Regions from separate parts of the Ovis aries genome. Here region 2 is linked to region 1. A link is a contact called in public Hi-C data. All regions are on one chromosome and are shown on one strand. Each heading gives the region's core, a stretch centred on a gene start, on an enhancer-like site or on the middle of the called end of the contact. The rest is flanking DNA. Distances are from core to core; before and after follow the strand shown. Region 1 overlaps XXYLT1 (xyloside xylosyltransferase 1). Region 2 has its middle 260 kb from the start of FAM43A.

What was found. A called contact is a pair of places that touch in the nucleus more often than the background predicts.
Region 2: a contact with region 1 is called in a Hi-C map of hypothalamus, with 2.0 times the contacts expected there. The contact joins two enhancer-like sites. A contact is called at or near these places in 3 of 16 Hi-C or Micro-C datasets (hypothalamus, muscle and tail adipose tissue).

What each region holds. Positions count from the first base shown.
Region 1 is chr1:193,275,171-193,280,067 of ARS-UI_Ramb_v3.0, reverse strand. All of the region lies in intron 3 of XXYLT1 (xyloside xylosyltransferase 1), which reads right to left. Among named protein-coding and RNA genes, the nearest start is that of XXYLT1, 140 kb to the right of the region's middle. Within about 2 kb of position 3,522, at least 10 of the 54 cell types and tissues checked have an H3K27ac peak or open chromatin away from gene starts, as enhancers often do. A contact at or near this core is called in hypothalamus, where this site is marked.
Region 2 is chr1:193,420,710-193,425,737 of ARS-UI_Ramb_v3.0, reverse strand. No RefSeq gene overlaps it. Among named protein-coding and RNA genes, the nearest start is that of FAM43A, 260 kb to the left of the region's middle. Within about 2 kb of position 2,202, at least 29 of the 54 cell types and tissues checked have an H3K27ac peak or open chromatin away from gene starts, as enhancers often do. A contact at or near this core is called in hypothalamus, where this site is marked.

The DNA.
Region 1 (4,897 bases), core at 2,273-4,772:
GGAGTGGGTAGCCTATCCCTTCTCCAGAGGCTCTTCCTGACCCAGGAATTGAACCCAGGGTTTCCTGCATTGCAGGCGGTTTCTGTACCAGCTGAGCTACCAGGGAAGCCCCACACTATACTGGACCAATTGATGCATCTAAAAAGCTTGAGATTGCAGCAACACTTCCAGGCAAGTTCTAGTACTTTTTCCCCTCATAATTCTAATCAGGGTGCTTTAAGCCAGTGCTTCTCAGGCTTGAATGTGCATCTTTCACTTGGGGACAGGGGTCCTCACTTAAATGCAGGTTCTGATTCAGTAGATCCGGGGTCCAAGATTCTGCATTTCCGGTCCGATCACACTGTGAGTAGCCAGACTTGAAGCTTTGTAAGCATCAGTCGGCATGGGAACTACTTCCAGATGCACTGCCAGGTGCCAGGTGTGTCTGTTCCCTATTTCACAGATGCAGATTTCACATCAGCAAGAAGTTGAGGAACTAGCCCAGGGCTACACAGGGGTAAGGAACAACTAACCAGCCTGCCAGCTCTCACTGCTGACAGATCTGTTTTCTGCTTCCCCTCACCCTACCCTGAGGCCTTTGGGAGAATGTGATTTAATTTCTCATTTCTGCGGACTCTAAAACCTGTGCCAGGAAGAGAGAGCTGGGGAGAAGTGGGGGAGGAGAGGAAGGGCACCAAGAGCCAACTGTCACCCGGGACCAGGTGAAGGTTGTTACGGAAACAGACCCTTGCTTGCCAGCTGACCCAGGCTTGTTGGTCCCTGCCCGCCAGGATCCAAGGAGGCCCCTCATGGCAGAGCAATGCAAATGGCAGATAATCATAGGAAAGGATGCTCAGACTCAACGGGAGCCAAAGAAATGAAAATCAAGCCAACCGTGAGCTATTACTGTCTACCCATCAGAGGGCCAACACTGACGAGGAAGCAACAACTCATGCTGTAGGGGAGGAGGGACAGGTACTCTCCCCACCTGCTAATGGGGATGAGAACTATTTTGGGGAACATCTTCTGGAAGCATCTATCAAAAATAAAAATACCATACCCTTTAGCTCAGCACTTTTACTCTTGGGAATCTCCCCAGGGGAAATAAAAGCAGTAGTTCACATATACAAGGATGTTTATGGAAGCAGCCTATGGATGTTTATAGAGATAATTATTTGCAAATAAAAAGCTGGAGACAAAGTGCATACCGATCAATAAAAGAATGGTTGAATAAAATAAAGTCCATCCCTTCTAGGGAATAAAAAGGATGAAATAAGAGGTACACTGGCTGACTTGGGGGGTTTTTCTATGAAGTACTGTTGAGAAAAGCAGTGTACAGTGACTGCGATGACTATGGTCCCATTTTTGTAAAACAGTTTCTTTAAAAAAATCTTGTACACAACTCTATGTGTTCATGTGTGTGGGTTTAACTGTATAATTTTTATAAGCATAAATAAAATATGGAAAAATTCCAAGTTATTAAAATGAGTTATTTAGTGTGGAACTCGCACAGGGAAATGGAACAAAACCCAAAACAACCAGTGCCTCTCTCCCTATGTCCTCCCTATGAGTGTGTGAGACAGACACACACACATACATTCCCGCACTGAAGAATGATGAAGTATGAAAAGGTCACAGTTCACACTCTCCTCCATCCACGCTTCCAACTTACAAGGCGGCTAGAAGGGCAGACCTGCCACTCCGCACGCTGCTGTTTCCAGCAAACTTCTCCCACCGCCTGCAAGGTGTGAATCTGGAAATGAAATGTTGTATATTCTCCCCTCTCCCGAGAACCCATTAGAATAGCCAAGAGTCACAAGAGCTCAGCTGCACACAAACTAAGCTTTCCTTTTCTATAGAAAAGGCCTGTCTTTTTAAGGCCCTTGTTACTATCGCCACCACTACTATCCTCCCCACCCAGAGAAATGAAGGCTAAGACCAGAAGCACAGGCCCCATGTAGGCAGAGAGGCCAGTGGCCTGCTCTTTCTCTGATCCTCTTCATCCTTTGGGTAGCCTCCCAGAGCTCCGTCCTAGATTTGCTCAGTCCTTGCAGACATCTGTCCCCAAAGGCCACCATGGAAGGCGCCATCAGAGGCCAGTAGGTGTAAAGGGAAATGGCTATCTCATTCCCCACCCGGGGGGTCATTCCCCCCTCCTCATCAGAGGAACACACCATTTCCAGAGAGAGAAAATTCACCCTGCCTCGGACAACATATTCTTTTTTTCTGAAAACTCTGCTTTTTAATGAGTTCCTCTTTACATCATGGTGATTGTTGGCCTGTCCGAGTTTCTACTCTCTGGTCTAAGCCCTGCCCCACCTTCCGGAGCCATAAGGAACAAGCGCATTTCCTCTCTTACATGAGGACAGGGATCATGCCCCCCTGGGTTCTCTCTTATCTTGACTAAACATCCCCCGCTCTTCAGACTGGTGCTGAGCATACATCTCAGGAATTTCCTGATGGCAGCTCAAGCTGTTACTCTTCCAGTCAAGCCTGAGGATTTTGACAGACAGGATACCGGCAAAAAACCCACGTGCCCAAGGGGTCCAAAGGAATGACTCTGCACCATCTCTGGCAGAAAAAACTTGAAGGAGATACAGAGCAGGTTGGGGAGGAAGGCGATTCCAAAAGCCCTTCCTCTGAAGAATGTGAAAGAAGCCCACCACTGGTGTTCCAACACAAATCACTGCAACCCAGCTTCCGGGCTCATCCCCAAGCTCATCCCTCCAAGCTTGTCTGGTCTTGACTTACACAGGGAAGGCTGCACAGACTAAATCGGGGGTGAGCAAGGCCAGAGGAACCGAGAGAGGCAATTAAGATGTGTGTCCTGGAGAAGGCAATGAGCATCTTGGCTCCCTTACAGCTGCTTGCTGAAGGGCTGGGGGCAAGTGCGCTGGATATGCCAGGCTCATCAGCTGGCTGTGGGCACAGGGCTGCCGTGGAATAAATGAACCAATTCAGAATTTAGGGAGACCTGGTATTTTAGAGCCTCAATCTTAGAAAGAGCTATCAAGGATAACAATAACAGTGGGTCCACAGCATTTTAGAATTTCCCAAGAGGTGGAGGCAGTAAGGCTTCAAAATTTCGTTCCTTGAAGGAGGAATCTTGGTAGGGTTTTAAGAGCACTGTGTTCCTCAGGGATCTGCTAGTTATCAGCTGAGCAATATCGGGCGGGCAGGTCACTTACCTGCTTAGAACCTCAGCTCTGCCTTCAATAAAAATAAAAATTGCTTCCACGTAACAAAACAGAAATACGGATCCAATAAGGGGAAATTACTATGTACACTAGATTGCAGCGTGACTGGCAGCTGAAAGTATCCAGTAAGAGACTGGGGAGCTAGTAACTAACATGAAACTATGGTGACTGGGTGATAACTTTGAGCCGCTTTCCTCAACGAGATGAAAAGAATGGACTAGATGGAAACTCAGTGAGCATGAAAGCTGATGACAAGCACAAACGGGCCCCTAGCCCTGGCCCTGCACAGAGGAGGAGCCTGCCACCAGGAGATGGTCCGAGGACATTCCACAGCCATCAGCTGGATGCTCCCAAGAGAGAAGGGGCCGTTTCATCCCCACTCCCCTGGAACAATGCTGAGTCTCTTGAATGCCTCTTTTGTTCCGTGCAGCACAAAAATCACAAACATTTTTTAACTATCCTGGGTTTTTTGAGCTGTTTGTTCTTTTCTCAAAGGTCCTAAGATCACAGAAAGGCTTCCAAGAACAATAGCTGGTAACCTGCTCTGTGCAGTTGAAACAACAAGGCTGAGGGTTTCTGGCTGAAGGAGAGAAGGCTGGCCGAGGGGCCCAGGCAGGACCGGTGGGGTGCAGCCCTGCCCCTGAGCTCCCCCTGGGAAGGGGAGCTCCCACTGGGTCTGCAGGATTCCTGCAGGATGCCTTGGGCCCTTGCTGATTTCTCCAGGATCAGATTCCAGTCAAAACTCACATGGTCTCCTCCTGCTCTCTGAAAATGAGAAGCTTAGGTTTCTACCCTATCTGCTAAGGCCTCCATCAAGGCCCCAGGAAGGGGGTGATCTGTTCCAAGAAGGGAAGAGCCTAGATGTCCAGGAAAGGGCCTCACCCCTCCCACTTTGCTGCTGCTGCTGTTCTTTCCTCTTGGGGTGTCCTCCGTCCGAATACCTCTCTCACCCCTCTGCTGCCCAGATGTCCCCTCATGGACCACAGAGAAGGACAGCTTGGTAAGAGCCTCAGACTGTGCGTGGAAACATGGCTCCACTACTTCCTGGCTCTAAGGCTGACCTTGAATGAGCATGTTGACGATGCGCCTCAGTGTTCTCATCTGGAAAACGGGATTGAACAGAACTGCTATGAGGATTCAATAACATTCTGTTGCAGGAAGGGGGACCCCTTTCAGGGCCCGAAACTGGGTTCTTGTCTAACACTCGGAAATGAATTGTCCGAGGAGACACATGTGCTGACAAAGCAAGAGATTTTATTGGGAAAGGGTGCCCAGGTGGAGAGCAGTAGGGTAAGGGAAGCCAGGAGAACCGCTCTGCCACGTGGCTTTCAGTCTAGGGTTTTATGGTGATGGGATTAGTTTCCCGGTTGTCATTAGCCAATCATTCTGACTCAGAGTCCTTCCTGGTGGTGCACGCCTTGTTCAGCCAGGAGAGAAGGATTCTGGGAGGTGGTTGGACATGTGGTGTACCCTTTTGACCTTCCCGAACTCTTCTGGTTGGTGGAGGCTTATTAGTTATGTTCCTTACCAGAACCTCCTGTCGTAAAACAACTCATGCAAATGGTTACTGTGGTGCCTGGCCAGGGTGGGCGGTTTCAATCACTATGCTTCCCCTAACAATTGCATATAAATGCTCAGCACAGTGCCTGGGTCCAGGATGTGTACCAATAAATAGTAACTGTATCATTAACTGATGAGTGACTAAGCACAGGAAAGAAGGG
Region 2 (5,028 bases), core at 953-3,452, 150 kb before region 1:
GGGATAGTTAATTTACAGATGAGAAAACTGAGGCTTCAAGAGGAGAACTGACTTGCCCCGGGTGACATGAAGTCAGGATTCAGACACGAGCAGGCTGACTCCTGAGTCATCACTCATTACAGGTACTATGCCCCATCTTTCAAGTTGAGGGGGCCCAGCAGGGATGATTATTAAGCAGGGAAGGAAAGGCACGTCCACCCCCTACTTTGTGTCTGGACCGCAGGAACAAGGTCAGCAGCCTGGATTCAGAAGCCTCTCCACCCACCAGCCCCACTGCCCAGTTGCAAAGAAGGGCCCTCCAGAGAGTGGCCAATCAGCAAACCTGTCCACCAGCATTAAGCATCGCAGGTAGACACACAGCCAAGCAGATGGAGGGAGACATGCTGACCGTGCTGAGGGACTGCTCTGGAAAATGTCGGTCTCCATCCCAGCCCCAGTGTTTCAAGTCGCCAGGCACTGGAATCTTCCCCAAGAGTGGCTCATTCCAAAAAAGAAAAGAGAGGAAAAGCACAGCCCGAACCATTCCTCATCTGGGGGCTGCATTCAACAAAGGAAACTGCAGTTCTTAAGGAAGCAGGTGCTCTCTGGCTGGGATGACGCCAAGCAGATCCCGGAAGCCCCATCAGTCCTCAGGAGCAGTTAGCCTCCCTTTGGGACACCTGGTTCATTGCTGATCTCTCCCTTGGCTGAGAAAGACGGCTCTGTACTATGATCTCCTCCACCTGCCTGCCAGGGTCCCTCTCTGGGAAATGTCAAGTCTGCCACCACTTATGCCCCTTCCTCAGCTCACAGCCATACCTAGGCCACACTGCCACGGCAGGCCCTCCTAACACTCATCTAGCCTTGACTGTGGTCTCCAGACACCACTACCCCCATATCCTCTGGGCACAATACCACCAGAGAAAAATTAGACACAGCCTCTACCTTGAAAGAACTCAAGATTAGTGAGGGAGATAAACTTGTACACAGAAACCTTAGTAGAGGCCAGGCGTGATAAGGGCTATAATGGAGCTAAAGCTACCATTTATTATGGGAGTGTTTTCTCTGTATGGAGCACTGGCCCATTCCCATTTCCCACATGGCCCTGTCAAGTCTTTGAGGGTCCTTTACCCCCATGGGGCCTGTCCCCTTGCTGTCCTTCCCTACAGCAGCTGGAGGCTAGGAGGCTCAGGTCTTCACCTGAAAAGTCTGGCTCACATGTTCAGCGGATCTGGAATTCACTGGGAGCCAGGAGATGGTTCTCACCTGTCCTGCTTCCTCAGGGTTGATGCAGAGCCCCCTTTCCACCTCAGCTTCTCCCATCTCCTCACCATGGGGCCCTGCTTCATCCTGTAGAGATCCCAGGACCCCTGCCCAGCAAGTCCCAGTTGTCTTGGATATTTGCTTTTCTCTCAGTTAAACAGATCTCTGTCTTGCTGATACTGACTGCATCTCAAAGCCTAACTATGATGCTGAATTATCACTCCTTTTAAGAACAGGGATAGGGGAGGGGAACTGGAGGAAGGGGAGATATACATGGATGGAGAGGACCAAGACTTTCCTCTTGCTTCTTGGTGCTGAGAATAAAAGACTGAAGGGGGAGTTCTGGGGAAACTGGGGCTCAGAATGGTCCAATAACCTGCCCAAACTCACATATCTAACTCATGGTGAGGCGGGGACCCTACTTCTGACTTTATCAGAAAGTAGGTGAGAATGAGAAATTGGTGGGGCGGGGGTGGGTGGGAGAGGTGGGCTCATCAACCAGGCTGGGCAGAGCCTACCCCAAGCTGCTCACGGTGGGGGTTTAACTCACTCCCTCCCTGGTCCATGCAGGACTCCAGCAAGAACCTAGAATCACACCCCAGGGGAAGACAGGCAGGAACTCTAAAGGCTGAGCAGGGCGGGCTGCAGAGTTGCCCCAGGACCCACTTACCCTGGCCTCCTGCCATACACTTACTAGGGCCAGCTCAGCCCAGGCAGGGTTCCAGGCCCTGAGAAGGACACAGATACATCAGACATGCCCCTGACCTCTAGGAGTTCACAGCCTCCTGAGGGACACAGATTGCTACTCTGGAAGCCACACCACCCAGAAAGCCTGCAGTAAGACACCGGGGTCAGTTGTCAAGTCACTGTTCTGGGCCCGAGCCAGGATTCCATGCCCTCCCTCACATGGCTTTGCCGGCTAGCGCTGTGTAAGCTATGGCGATAGGGGGCGCAAGAAGGCCCCTACGGGCTGGAGGCGGAGAGCCGGCTTACTCTTTCCTGTTTGTTCCCCGTCTGCTTCCTGCAGGCTTCCTGTTTCCGTGAACACCATCCCACCGCTATTCTTCCCCCGGCCCCAGCCAAGGCCAAACTGGAACAGCAGCTGACTCCAGTTTGCAGCTTTTCCAGCTCCTGCAGAACCCGTTTCACCCCACCCTGACCGCCAAGAGACAATGTTAACAGCCAGCTGGCGCCCCTACTGGGAAGGTCTGGTTCCAGGCACGCGGCCCTCCTTCCTCCCAAGTATGAGTTCCAGCTCTGCAGAGCTCCTCCTCTGTGCTTTGCTCCTTCAGCCAGGGGAATGGTGGCTGATTCCTGAAGTTGCCACCACTGTCGTCCTTGGGGGGCGGGGGGGGGTCTCCTTTTTCAGTTATCTAGTTAATTTTATACCCAACGGTTCTGTCTGTCAAGTTCTTTCTGTTCTTGTTACAGTATGTGTGTGTGTGTGTGTGTGTGTGTGTGTGTGCCCTGCTCAGTCATGTCCCGGCTCTTTGTGACCTCATGGACTGTAGCCTATCAGGTTCCTCTGTCCATGGAATTTTCCAGGCAACAGTACTGGAGTGGATTGCCCATTTCCTCCTCCAGGGAAACTCCGGGACTCAGGGATCATACGTGCATCCCTTACAGTCTCCTGCATTGGCAGGGGGATTCTTTACCATTGCTCAACCTGGATAGTGGGTTTCTGTTGTTTTGATCTCTCACAATATTCCTCTGACCTCACTCTGATAACAATATCCCCTCATTTACGAAAATGCTACACACACACACAGACACACACACACAGACACACAGACACACACACACCACCACCACCACCACCACCACCACCACCACCACTACCACCACCACCACCACTACCACCACCACCCCCAACCCCACCCCACCCCCTTGTTCCATGGGATTTGACTGCCAGTGGCTACAACCCTGCTGCCCTAACCTGGCCTGGATATGGTGTAGGTCCCAGAGGTGGATATGTGGCCTAAGCCAGCCAATTAGAGCCTCTCCTGAGACTTGTGTACACTGAAGTTCTTTCTTTTAGGGCCACTAACAGGAGTGGTTTCAGCTGGGTTGTCTGCAGCCATGCAGACTCCTCTCCCCCGACTCCCATGCCAAATATTTCTATTTGTAATAGAAAAAATAAAAAAGAAGACAAATTACAAAGAGAGAAAAGTGATTGGGCACTGAAGGATATCAGCCCTGCGATTTCTTTGGTGGGAATGATGCTGAAGTTGAAACTCCAGTACTTTGGCCACCTCATGCGAAGAGTTGACTCATTGGAAAAGACTCTGATGCTAGGAGGGATTGGGGGCAGGAGGAGAAGGGAACGACATAGGATGAGATGGCTGGATGGCATCACGGACTCGATGGACATGAGTCTGAGTGAACTCCAGGAGTTGGTGATGGACAGGGAGGCCTGGCGTGCTGCAGTTCACAGGGTTGCAAAGAGTTGGACACGACGGAGCGACTGAACTGAACTGAACTGTTGAAAGAAAGCTGACATCATTGAGCCTGCAATCCAGACACCTAATGTCCATTTTACCCCTGTCTTTCCCAGTTTCCTGAGTCCAAAATTCCACTTCGTATTAAAGCAAGTGTGAGTTGGGTTTCTGTCACGTTCTACTGAAAGAGCCCTGACTAATATGGCTGAGGAAAAACTCCTCAGAAGTGAGTTGTCTAGAATCAGGGTGAGTCAGGACCTTGTCTGGTGGGATTCCTCACCAGGTATAGCAAACCCTGTGCAACATCTCCACCACACAACAGCCCCGAAGACACCAGAAGACAGCTTGCCTGTCCCTCTGGACAGAAGCAAAGAAGCTCAGGAGAATAAAACTAACCAGAGCACAAAAAGTTCTAATGGAGATTCCGTTTATGAAGTGCCTAGTTGTTTAGTCAACCATAGCTGAGCCAGGACCCAGCTGAAGAAGCAAAATCTAAGAGGAATTTAGGCAACGAAAGAGTCAAGAGTACAGTCCAACTTCCACCCTAAGGTCCTGAGCATAATTCTGCACTATACTGTTTTTCTCCCTCCCAGATTTGTGGAAAAAATATGTAGACAATATGTGTAGTGTAATTCTATGGTTAAATAAGTATTCCTTCTTTCTGTTCGTGCATGCCAAGTCTCTTCAGTTGTGTCCAACTCTTTGCGACCCCATGGGCTGTAGCCTGCCAGGCTCCTCTGTCCATGGGATTCTCCAGGGAAGAATACTGGAGTGGGTTGCCATGCCCTCCTCTAGGGGGGTCTTCCCAACCCAGGGATCAAAATCGGGTCCCCTGCATTGCAGACAGATTCTTTACCAACTGAGCCACCAGGGAAGCCCTCTTTTTGGGAATGTTGGGCTTCAAAGCTTGCTGAGATCAAAACAATGCTAATCCAGAAACTTTCCCCCTTCCTGTAGGACTGGGTCACAGGGACCTTAAAGACCATTTAGTCCACTGCTACCCCTCCTCACTCCCATCCCCAGAGAAGGAAACAGCCTCATCACTGAATCACACACCTAGTGACCCTCTAGGTCAGAAACAGTGCTCAGGTCTCCTCTCATAATGTCAGGGGTCTGACTGAACAGAAACCTCACAAAACTCAGAGGCTTTGCAGCCGCCACCTCTCGGTGTCAGTCTGACAGGATTTCCTGCAAGGTCCTTCTAGGAGGAACAGGGTAGCTGAGGGCCCTGGGTAGGCCTGCAAGGCCATCCTCTCCAGCTGTGGTCATTTGTATGGGGTTTCCCAAGAACAGGAGCTTCTGCCAGCTATATTTGCAAATTTCTTCTCTGCACTAGATATTCAAACAA